3 separate regions of the Sus scrofa genome follow, and all the other regions are linked to region 1. The links are chromatin contacts, called in public HiChIP or PLAC-seq maps. All regions are on one chromosome and are shown on one strand. The core of a region is the stretch at or near the end of the contact, and the rest is flanking DNA. Distances in the headings are between cores, read along the strand shown. Region 1 holds the start of DDX6 (probable ATP-dependent RNA helicase DDX6). Region 2 holds the start of BCL9L (B-cell CLL/lymphoma 9-like protein). Region 3 holds the start of CXCR5 (C-X-C chemokine receptor type 5).

Region 1 (3,824 bases), core at 694-3,193:
TTTGTCAAGACCTCAGTCAGGCCCCCTTTGAAGGTAACAGTTTATTTATGAACACATCCCTTTCCTTTGGCTGGTCTGAGCGGTCTAGGGAAAGAGACCTGAGCGGGCTGTGGCCTGTTTTAAATCCCTAGGCTCTCCTCCCTCCCACTCCCTTTTTGCTCTCCTCCCCTTCACATTCCTGCTACTTGGAAAGACAGTGAGGCCTCATACTTCAACATTTTCTTAAAGAACCACTTAGCCATTCTTTCTCCGGGATGGGCACAAGATGCCAGTTATTCCCTTAAATGAGTGGATGTTTTAAAAGCTGGGTGGGAGACCACATACTACAAATTTAGATGAACAAATTAAAGGGAATTAAAAAATCTCAAGAACAGCTTTTTCACACTTCTCTACCACCTTTCCTTAGGCTGTGTGGAAATAAAATAAACGAAGACCACCAATGAGAACAGGCTATTCATTCAAAGCTTGCTGTAACAAGGGAGCCAGCCGCCTTCTCTTAGTTTGGTAGACTTAGAGGCCGGCAGTTTAAAAAAAAAAAAAAAAAAAAAAAAAAAAATTAAATTAAAAAAAAAGGGCAGGGGGCGGCGGTAAAGCTTCAGGGTATGCTCTGATTGGAGGTTGTTAACACGGGGTAGCTGGAGGCGGGCTAACTAGAAACTGGGCATCTTAAGTGATTGGTTTGAGGGAATATATTTGGCTTTCTCTGATTGGTCCCGAGTTGGGAGCAGGGGCAAAAATTCGGGAAGCTGGCAGTCAACGACGAAGTTTTTTGCCCCTTCCGTCACTGCAGAGGCTGTGGTTTCGCCTCTCGTGCTACTGGAAGCAGAAGTTGAGGGTCGTCAACACATGGTTTGGTCATTGCCCTGTATATTGTCTCTCAGCTGGGTGAGACCCAGGTTTATATTTTCCCTGGACCTAACTTAAACGTTCTAGCTTCCAGTTCTTGTTTTACCTGGAACAAGAGTCCATTCCTGTTATTTTTGTTAAGGATAAACGGAGACATTCAGATGTGAAAAATATTTATGGGTATAAATACATAATTATCTTTCTGATGAGGGTCAATCTGGAAAGGGAGTCGCCTTCGGTCTTCTGGTTCCCCATTTATGTGCAGAGCTCTTATTCCTATAATAACTGACTCAGTGTTTCTTTCCTTTGGGAGAGGCTAGGCCTCCCTGGTTCCCTCTCTGAGAATTGCTCTTTGGAGCAGAGCGAGGAGGATCGCTGCCCCAGTGTCCCATTCTCTTTCCTGAGGCTCGCTCTCCGGGTTCCGGCCGTGGTCGCACCTTGGCTACTCAGCATCCCAACACCCCCGCGCCAGATCCGCCTCTACAGTCTCCCCCACCCCCCGCTTGCCCTGACACAGCGCCCCCTGTCCCCAGCCCCGCGCGCTCCCCGGGGTTCTCCCCGCTGCACCGGTCCCGGCTGGCCCCCCTTCCGGTGCCCAAACCCCGGCGCGCGCTGGCGCCTCCAGACTACTGGTTCCGCGTGTTCCTGGATGGAGGCCGGAGGGGCTCGGACGCGACCCCTCGGTCCTGCAGCAGCCTCCTTCGCCCGCGGGAGATGTCAGGTCAGCTCTCCCGTCCCCGAGCCGCTACCCGGTCTTTGGTCAGGAAAAAGCAGATCCTCCTCAGGTCCCACGCTCCCGATTTCCACTCTAGGGGGACCCTTCCCAGCGACCATTCCCCTATCATTTCTCCTCAGCTGTAGAAAGAGCAGCCCTCCTTTCCCTTCAGAAAGGGAGCCGTATTTCCCTTCCGACTTCCCCTCCACCGGGGCCCCGTGAGTCCCGGATCCGTAGGAAAGCACAGGCCTTCATTTTCTCCTCGGGTAGGTTCCCTGGCCAGGATTTGTCCTGTCGCGAAGCAGGACAGACTGAGACGCCGCGGCCGACACAGCTGCGGCGGCGGCCGGAGTCTCGCCATCTTGCGCGGAGGAGGAGCCGCAGCGGCCGCCATGCGGAGAACGCAGGGAGGAGGGGGGCAGGGAGCGGGGGAGCCGAGTTAGCTCAGTCCGGGCGGCGGCTTCGACGGCGCCTTGAGCGCGGGCAGCGGCGGAGGTAGGGCTGGACGGCCCCGGGAGCGGGCAGGCGCTGGCTGGTCGGCAGTGCAGCCCTGGCAGCTGAGCGGGGGCGGGGCGGGAGGAGGCCGAAGCGAGGGGCCGGGTGGGGGCGGGCGGAGGTTTCCGAGGAGGAAGGAGCGGCCGCCATTTTGGGAGCTTCGAGTCAACAATAAAGGACCGGGGGTGCCGAGCGGGAGTGGCCTCGGTGGTAGGACTCGGGCTCGAGCCGCGGGAAGTGGGGTGAGGCGGGGGGGTGGAGGTCGGCGTTGACGCCGAGGCTGCGGGTAGCCCCCCGGCAGCTCTGAAAGGGGGTCTGAGGTGGAGGCCTGAGGCCTGGCCGGGCCCTGGGGAGGAAGGCGGGTGGCGGGCGGCAGCTGTGTGGGGTGGGGGCGCCCGGGAGGAGTAGGATGGAGCAATGTGGTGCGCGACAGGGTCTGGAGAAGGAGCGGGCGAAGTTCGCAGAGGAGTTTTGTAGAAGATGAGGGAAGGTGGGACCGTAGGAGGCAGCAAGGACTTAGGGAGATGGTGGAGGTTACTGGGTAAAAGGCGGCCCTATAGGGGGCGGCAGGGATATGCGGTGTCGGGAGAGCTTGGTTTGGAAGAGGACCGGCTGTTTGATCTGAGTAAGGCCGTGTAGGTCAATAACAAGGCGGTGATCTTGGAGCCCCGGATTCTTGGAGAAAAGAACAGGCCTTCTGACTTAAGGGTTTCTCTTTGGGGCCTTTTTGGGGGAGTCCCTATTGTTCCCTACCCGCGGAGCTGGTTCCCTGCTCTTGTTGCGCAGATACGATTGCAGGGCTCCAGCCCTTTTGTGTTTATGGGTCCAGAGAGCTGACTTGAAGTGTGTGGGTTTTTTTGGGTGGGGGTGAGAAGATAGAAGCAAGAAATGATTTCCCTACAATTAGGGAGCTCGAATCATTGGCTTGTTTCTTTCCCTTATCGCCCAGTCCCCTTTCTCTTCGACAGTCCCCTCATCCCTTCAAAATAGAACAGTCACTCTAACTTGCACACCAAGCTTAGAGAAACTGCGCTGCATTTGCAAACAAAAGGTCTTTTTGGAGATGACGGTACAGTTTGGCGTGTGAAACTGTCAGTTGCTAACTACGATCTGGAAAGTGCTGTAATTAACTCCGCTAGGGGCTCCTCCCAACTAGTCTGTGTGTCGTTCGTATTTTTGAAAATGTAGAAATATAACTTGCAAATCTAAATTGAGAAAGGGTAGGAGGAATATTTCCTTTCCTGAGACATAAAGCTGCAGTGCAGGCTTTAGCTTAATTAAGAGGGGAGCAGTTATCACATAGTCACATTTTGGATATAGGAAGATAGAAGGTCTTGTGTGTATAATGGACAGTGATGATATCATTTAATCTTTAGAGGTTGCCTTCTTCATCCTCTTAGTGCTTTGCAAACCAGTCTTCTGGTGTGAAGTAGCTGGTATTGCTGATCATAATATAAACCTGTCAATACTGGAAACCACTTACTACCTTGAACTGAAATTAGGTGGCTGTTAACCACCCTCTGCTTAAGAGGACTTTCAGCTTCTTGGGAGACGTGGAAATAGACAGCTTTGTGTATGTGATGATCAAGATTTGCTTTTGAGCAGCTTGATTTTTATTTAAAAAAAAAACCTCAAAGAGTATTTTAAAAGATTTTATAGTTTGAGAAATCTCGGTATATGGCAAGAAAACATTAACTAGTAAGCTAGTGTATTTTTGGTAAAACATTTAAAGCAGTTGACAAACCAAACAGGCCTTTATTTTCTGGCT
Region 2 (3,824 bases), core at 668-3,167, 110 kb before region 1:
ACTCACTCCTACAAACATTGTTTTCTGGACCTGCTATGAACCATGAACCGGGCATTGTGCCAAATGGACCATCACAAGCCCATGTGGCTCATCATGTATGTAATGGGAAACTGATCCACGTAATTGGGTGGACCTGACAAGCATCCTTTTTTGAGAAATGTGGCTCAAATGTTATCTTGTGGCCTATCTTATTCCCACAGGACCCTGGAGAGGGGAGATGAGATTAAGGCCTCTTTCCATGGGTCAGGTACCATCCTAGGCTCTGGGAACTTTCAAACCAGAGCTCAGCCTCTCTGGGATTCAGTTTTTTGGGTTTTTTTTTTTTTTTTTTTTTTGTCTTATCTAGGGCCGCACACATGGCATATGGAGGCTCCCAGGCTAGGGGTCGAATTGGAGCTACAGCCACGCGGGATCTGACCCGCGTCTGCGACCTACACCACAGCTCATGGCAACACTGGATCCTTAACCCACTGAGCAAGGCTAGGGATCAAACCTGAAACCTCATGGTTCCTAGCCAGATTCGTTAACCACTGAGCCACGACGGGAACTTCAAGTTTTAAGTGAGAATAACACCTATCTCATAGGGTTGTGATGGTCCAATCCCTAACGATGCTTGGTCTTGACATAGTAGGCACTTGGGGAAGTTTCGCTCATTGGCTCAAATGATGACCAAGAGTTAGTGTGTATAAAAATGCTTTGTAAACTTCCATGTTAGGCACCCACAGGGGTTGTTATGTTATCTTCTTTCAGGATTTCTCCCTCTTTTCCAGCTGTGCCTCCCCAGAGCTTGCCCAGTACCCAGCTGTGAGCACCATCAACCTATCAAGTGTATGTTTACTGAATCCCTACTATGAGCCCAGCACTCGTGTGCTGTGGGGAATAAAGAAGCTTAGGAGGTATGGTTTGGGGCCCCAAGAGTTTTTGGGGGTAACCAGATATACACACAGGAGAAACAAGATAAAACATACAAGTAGGTACTCGGTTGGGTAGCACAGATGTAATAGATGATCAAAAGAGACGGAGGTCAGTGAGGGCTAGAGCCATCTGGGGGCGTCTGTGAGGAGGGGCAGGGGACAGATCAGAGGAAACAAATAGCAAGAACAAGGGAGCTTGCTAGTGCCCTTCATTTCTGAAGCCAGCAATGCTTGTTACTTGTTGGTATTTTGGGTGCAGGGGGCAGTGGGATACAGGGAAAGTGCCTTGGGGTAAGGACACCCAAACTCTAGTCCTGGGCTTACCACTTTCTAGCTGTGTAACCCTGAGGAAGTCCTTAACTAATGCAAGCCTCTGTTTCCTCATCAGTATTATGGGGCCATAACATCTTTCTCACAGGTTTGTGGCACACGTTGAAATAACATATGTGAAATGCTTTAAAATAGTGCCTGACAATTTCTTTTTCACTGCACCTACTCACCTATAGGGTCTCCTTGTGTGTGTGTGTGTGTGTGTGTGTGTGTGTGTGTGTGTGTAGCACTTTGAGGTTAGGAGAGAGCTCTTTTGAGAGAACAATGGTTTTACTTCTACAAACATTTTCTTAGCATCCACTTTGTGATGCTGAGGATTGAGATGAAAAAATTTAGTCTACATCCTCAAGGACCTCATGGTCTACTAGGAAAGAGAGATGAATAAAGAGATGCTCAGTGCATAATGAATGTGGGTGGGTACAACCGAGAGGGACCCAGTTGTGTGTGTGTGTGTGTGTGTGTGTGTGTGTGTGTTGGGGGTTGGGGGAGTCTAGGCAACTCCCACTCCTTCCAATCAGTGTAGATAGGAGGGTGTGTTTGTCAAACCTCTCCCTAGCCTGAGATGTTAGCGCGCCTCCTCCCCAGTCCTCGGGAATGGGGAGGAGAGAGAGATAGACGCCCCCTCCCCGCCCCCGGGCCAACCTGCCTCCCGCAAGCCGGCCGGGCGCCTTACCGAGTCAGACCACTGGGAGGCTGGGGGAGCCGGGTTGGGCGAGGAGGCGAGCGAGATGGGGGAGCTCTTATTTTGACAGGGGCCTCTCCGGGCTCTGGTATGAAGGCAGAAGGAGGCAGCCAGAGAGCCCCGATGCTTATTCAGGCTGGGGAGCGGAGCCGAGTGGAGGGGCGAGCGAGGCTCCGGCAGCGCAGGGGAGCCCGGGGAGGCGGCGGCGAGCGGCTGAGCCAGTGGCCGGACATGCCCCGGACTCGGGGCCGCTGCACCACCGCCGCCGCCCGGAGCCAGCCGGCCGGACACCCGCACGCCTGGGTCCCCCGGCGCCGCGCCGCCCGGGGGCTGCGACCTGGACCCTCGGCGTCCGACCAACAATAAGCGCCCAGACAGCCCCCTCCCCGCCCCGCGCCCGCCGTCCCCGCGGGCCTCGGGGAAAGTGAAAGGAGGAGGCGAAGGAAGGAAGGAAGGAAGGAAGGGAGGAGGAGCAGGAGCCGGAGCCGTGAGGTTCGGGGCCGAGACCCCAGCCCCGAGCCCCGGGCCGGGCTGTTGTGCGCGTTCTCCCGCCGCTGCCGGGCGCCCACGACCATGCTCCGCGGTTGGGAGGCAGGAACCCAGGCGCCCAGCGACCCCCGGATACCCACTCCCGGGCCGTGCTGGTACTGAGATCAAGGCGTCCAGGATCAAAAGATCACTGCCTGCCTGCCCCCCTCCGCACCTCCAACTGGCGAGCAGGAGGACCCCAATCCACCCACCGACCCTGACCTGGTCATGGCGTCCAGCTCCGGCCTGGCGTGAGGACCCCCGACCCGCGCGAGGTGAGGGGTGGGCTGGGGCCGAGGGCGAAAGTCATGCCAGGCCAGCAGAGGCGTGAGAAGGGAGATCCACTTCGAATTGGGGAGGGGGGAACACTGGCTGATTGTCCCTTGCCCTCTGGCATGCACCCCCAGGCTGTTTGAGGGAGGGTTGCTCCCAGGGTTAGTGGAGGCTACTCTTGGGCCCCCAATCAGGTTGGCAACCCCAGAACACAGACGGGAGGGATTAGGGGCAGTCAGGGGACCCTGCCACCCTAGCGCAGAGAACAAGGCCGGCCTTGGGCCAGCTGGAGCAGCAACCCTGCCCTGGGGGCTTCTGGGAGATGTAGTCCCCCTTCCAGGCTCACCAACCCCTTGGGTCTCAGCACCCCAGCACTCCTCTCCTGGCTCATGGGAGCCTCCAGAAGGAGGTGCATTAGGAATGGGGATTGCTGGGGGTCACCCTCTGTCCCCAAGCACTGTCTAGGACCTGCAGGGGCTGTGACTGGAGGAGTCACCCCTGCCAAGGATTCTATGTGATGTGGGCTTGGCTGGGGGTGGGGTGGGGCAGTCACAGAGTTCCTTGGAGGTGTCTCTGCACTGCTAAGGGGAGGCAGCCCCTGCCTTGGTCCAGAGGAGCCCTTGGGGGAGAAATGTGGGGAAGCGAAGGGAGGCTTCGGGCTGCTTGCTTGGCTGGGCTATGTCCTATCCCAGGGCTGCTGGCATTTGGTTTCAGGGGACACTGAGATGTACTCTCCCCTTCTCCCTCTTGGGAGCTGAGAGTGTCCCTCACAGTCTGGGAGTCCGGAGGGTGTCTCTCTGGAGCAGTGAAGCCAGGATCAGCTTCTGTCTGTCTGTCCAGCTTCCTTCCTTCCGGGTTTTTCTGACACCCCCTCCTCCCTCCTCCTTCTGTCTGTCTGCTGCTTGGGCTGTGGGGCTGTGTCTGTGTCAGGGGGGCCCCTGCTGTAGGAAGGAAAAGTGTGGCTCTGGGAGAGGTGAGCCGGGCATGTGATTGAGCCCTGGGAGAGGGGCTTGGAGGCCCCCTTGATCTTTGGCCTTGGTTTCCTGTTTGACCTAGGAAAGCTGTCTTCGCACAGTATCTGCTGTAACTCTACTGAT
Region 3 (3,824 bases), core at 830-3,329, 71 kb before region 1:
GCCAGCATGCTGGGGTGCCTGGCCTGAGACCACTCATTTGAGTATGACATCCAGCGAGTCACCGTGACTCTCTCCCTGGCCTCAGATTTTCCTTGGTATATGGGACATGGCCCGCTGTCCCCCTGCCCCTGCTAGCCCCACTGGCTGTCTCTAGTAGGTCATGTGTGGAGTGAGGTGTGCAGTTAGAGGAACTCTTGAGGTTTCTCAGAATCCAGAACCAGCCAGGTCTTGAGTTGGTTCCTGTGATAGCCAACTGGGTCAGGGCTCGTGGTCAGCTTGAAGCTGGGGGCAGGGAAAGATACCCAGTAACCTAACCAGGTGAGGCCAGGGGCCAGGACTGGGGGCCAGGGTGGAGGCACAACGCCTTGTCAGGCTGTGGGGCTTTAGTCTGATTAGACTCAGGGCCGGATTTCTGTGAGTGCGACCAGTCCCGTCACGCAGCGTCCTCCACCTCGAAGAGCCCAGTGCTGGGGTCAGGTGCTTGGTTGTTGCTCTCTTGAAATTCTTAATAGGGAACCTGCATGTTCATTTTGCTGTGGGTCCCACCAATGAGGCAGCAGATCTGATCAGACTGACGGGTCTGGCGCTCTGCTTTTAACAGCGGATTGGATCCGAGAGGCCAGACTTTGGGGAATTTGCTTTGCCTCCCACCTCCCCATGTTCGACTTATACTTCTGAGCCTTGGGATCTTGGCAAGTGAGATCCAAGCAAGTCTGGGAACACGGTGGGCGAAGTTACAGTGTAGACTCCAGCCAGGGAGTCAGGGACCAGAGGGCGAGGTTAGGGTCCGGAGAGCAGGTGGGTATAGGAGAGACCTATATCCTTGGGTTTGGATCCTTCGTGATCTAGCCTAGAATGCGGCTCAGAGAGAAGCTCTCTCCCTAGAGGTACCCTTGGCCGTGGGGGGAAAGGAACCACAAAGAAGTTTCCAAAAGATTCTTACAAACGGTAGCCTGCTGCCCCCACACAGGACCCTCGGGTTTTTGGTTGAGTGGTCTCTCTCTATATTTTTTGGGGACCCAGTGACAACCAAGTCAGCTGTGCTACTCTGCTTCCTTGGATGGGTGGCAGAGAATGATGCTGGGGACCATTTTCTTAGCCCACCCAAGAATACCTTGTCTCTAGAGAGCCCAGTCCCCCGAGGGAGGTCACACCATGCTCTAGGACCTTTCTAGGACAAACACAGAGTTCTTCCACCAGCTGATACCAGCCTGGCTCCCTGGCCTCCTGACCCCAGCCCATGGGCTCCTCTCTTGCTGACCACCTGGTCCCACACTGCCTCGGTTCAGCACATAATCATTGTCCAAGAGTGCGTACGTGGTTTCTTCTTGGCTAGCCCGTCAGCTGTTTGAGGGCCAAGACCAGGCTCTCAACTTCTCTATCCAAGTTACAATGTCATGCTGCAGTGATCGACTCATAAAGCAAGAGATGAATAAATATGCACTGGGCGACTCGCAACGCCAGCCTCCTGAGGTTGAGAAAAGCTCTAAAGCGCTTCCCCGTCTCCTCCTTATTCCAGCCCTAAGAGACGAGGGAGAGGGTCCCATGGAAGAATGGGGAGGCAAAGTGACTTGTTCTAGGACACAGAGCAGGTCAGAGAGGAGGCAGGACCTGAACCCATCATTCCACCCCTCTCCAAAGGGTACTAAGGCAACGGCTCTACTTATCTGCTTCCTTCATGGAATGAGCAATCAAACTTTATAAGGCAAGCACCCAGGGGCCTGTCCAGACTCTGCCGATCCACAGCGGGAGGGGACTCTTGGGCCATCCCCTCCGCCTTGGGCCCTGGGCACAGGATATTTAGAATTCCAAGTAGGGCCTGGCCCAGGTGACCAGGAGCTATCTGTCCCTACTCACCAGGTTCTCCAGGTTGTAGTTCGTGAATTCCATGTCCAGGGTTAGGGGGTAGTTCATGGTTTGTAGCTGTCCGTCACCGGTCTGGCCAGTGCCTGATGTTGAGAGCTTCTCTGCCTGGTCCCTATAGAGAGGTGGCAGCCGTCAGCTGCAAATTTAAACAAATGAACTGCGCGCTGTCTCCTGGGGCTGCTTAGGACCCAGGGCCTGTCTCACAACTCATCACTTTTTTTTTTTTTCCACTGGGTCTTTTCTGTTTTTTTTTTTTTTTTTTTTTTTTTTTTGAAGAAAAAGGGAAAATCCCCACAGCATCAATGCTAGTCAAGCATTTCATCTTCTTTCCTGGCAGTAGTTGTCTCAAATGGGCTTGTGACAGGTTTGAAGGCACCCCTCGCTTCTCCTCCCTGTAGCTCTACCAGCCTCCTGCCAGGGAGGTGCACCTTGTAATCAAAACCACATGGGTAGGGGGCTTCGTGGGGAACTCCACCCAGAAAGGGAAGAGGAGGCGAGCTCTTCCAGGCCCTCTCCTCCAAGCTGCCTCCAAACCGACATCTTTCTCACCACGAGGGCCACCCAGCATCCAGGGTGCCCAGGACTGAAAGTCCCTTGTCCTGGGAAACCCCTCAGTTCCAGGCAGACTGGGACACCCTGCTTGCCTCCATCCTTTTACCCAAACAGGGGCCAGACCCCTTTCCTTCCAGCTCAAGGTCAGAGGAGATAGGTTAGGAGTGTTCAAAGGGAGCAACCCTGAAGGATTACTGGAAGACAAAATGAAATTACCCAAATCACCCAGCGCAAAACATAGTCCCTGAAGAGTCATTTTCTGACTGAAAAAATCGTGAAGGAACTAGGTTTGCATGTAAATTATTAATATCACAGACGACCCAGCTAAACAGACGTTGACATGGGAGGACCCTGAGGCCCAGAGCAGGGGAGAGACCCACAGCCAACCAGCGGCAGGGCCGGGACTTGAACTCAAGCCTCCTGACTCCATATTCAGTGTTTCCTCTGCCCTCCAGGCTGCCACTCTTACAGGCTCACGGAAGCTTTTCCTTTCCCTCCGCTCTGCCCTGCCCGTGGAACCTTACCTTTAAGAAGCTCTTTTGTAGATATCGATCAACTTGCCCTCCAAGCCTCATCTTCGTGCTTTTTCATCCAGGAGAGGTCCGCACTGATACAGAAACCATGCTGCACATGCCAAGGCACCCGCACAGGACGCGCGCCGCTCCTCTGCCCACTTCAGCCTCCATTTCCAGCCAAGCTGCCCTTCGTGGGACCCTGCCTTTCCTAGTGCCCTTCTTCTCCTCTGCCTCCTTAGGCGTCTTCCCCTTTTCTCCCTCTCATCACCCCTAACAGATACATCTTTCTTAGGTTTCAACAACTCAAAGCGTTTCCAGCCTCTTTTTTACTGGCAAGAACTTTCTTTCCACTCTCTGCCTTTAGCAACAGCTGTCAAGGAGGAAGAATTTCGGGACATGGGGCCAGAGCTCTTTGCACTTCTGGTCCTGAAACCTTGAGGAGGAAGCTGCCCTGGTGTTTCCTGCGTACTCTCCATTCTTCCAGCCCCACCCACCCCAACATCCCTGCCCCTCCAACCCACGGATATATATGTATAGATATATAAAACTTAGCTTCTGCTGCTGTGAAAACACTGATCAAGAAGCGATACAGTATAGAAAGTCATGGAGAAATTGGACGGGAGCTTGGAAGATAAACCCTTCCATCCTCGTTCCCCCTCCCCCAACCCCAGCAAATGCAAGATTGTTGTTGCTCGCATTCTTGTTGCTACATCCTCATCTGATGGTCACCCAGTATTAGTCAAGCATCACCAAGACTAAAGCTTGTTTCTGGCAGGAGATCGTGTATTCACGCAGGATGACTTAATCCACCTGTTCTTTGACCTCTGGGTGATTTCAGTTAATGGTCTACATATAATCTGACCAGACAAAATATGGGAAGATAGGAGTTTC

Evidence for each region. HiChIP or PLAC-seq counts read pairs in DNA pulled down with a chosen protein or histone mark.
Region 2: an H3K27ac HiChIP or PLAC-seq map of skeletal muscle shows a contact between it and region 1. The contact joins the promoter of BCL9L here to the promoter of DDX6 in region 1. A contact is called at or near these places in 5 of 5 promoter capture datasets (fetal liver, fetal skeletal muscle, liver and 1 more), 12 of 47 Hi-C or Micro-C datasets (brain, embryonic fibroblasts, fetal heart ventricle and 8 more) and 2 of 2 datasets of contacts at active chromatin or transcription factors (alveolar macrophages and skeletal muscle).
Region 3: a contact with region 1 is called in an H3K27ac HiChIP or PLAC-seq map of skeletal muscle. The contact joins the promoter of CXCR5 here to the promoter of DDX6 in region 1. A contact is called at or near these places in 3 of 5 promoter capture datasets (fetal liver, fetal skeletal muscle and liver), 14 of 47 Hi-C or Micro-C datasets (alveolar macrophages, blood, embryonic fibroblasts and 5 more) and 2 of 2 datasets of contacts at active chromatin or transcription factors (alveolar macrophages and skeletal muscle).

Annotation. Positions count from the first base shown.
Region 1 is chr9:46,061,376-46,065,199 of Sscrofa11.1, reverse strand. DDX6 (probable ATP-dependent RNA helicase DDX6) reads left to right here and starts at 1,943. Exons shown (of 13, transcript XM_021062947.1): 1 at 1,943-2,056. It overlaps LOC106504894 (proline-rich receptor-like protein kinase PERK2), which reads right to left. Exons shown (of 2, transcript XM_013979478.1): 2 at 1,813-2,610. The coding sequence ends at 1,813.
Region 2 is chr9:46,173,145-46,176,968 of Sscrofa11.1, reverse strand. BCL9L (B-cell CLL/lymphoma 9-like protein) reads left to right here and starts at 1,917. Exons shown (of 11, transcript XM_013979456.2): 1 at 1,917-2,729.
Region 3 is chr9:46,132,498-46,136,321 of Sscrofa11.1, reverse strand. CXCR5 (C-X-C chemokine receptor type 5) reads right to left here and starts at 2,079. Exons shown (of 2, transcript XM_003129915.4): 1 at 1,858-2,079. The coding sequence starts at 1,914. LOC110255440 (a long non-coding RNA gene) reads left to right here and starts at 2,121. Exons shown (of 3, transcript XR_002335670.1): 1 at 2,121-3,824.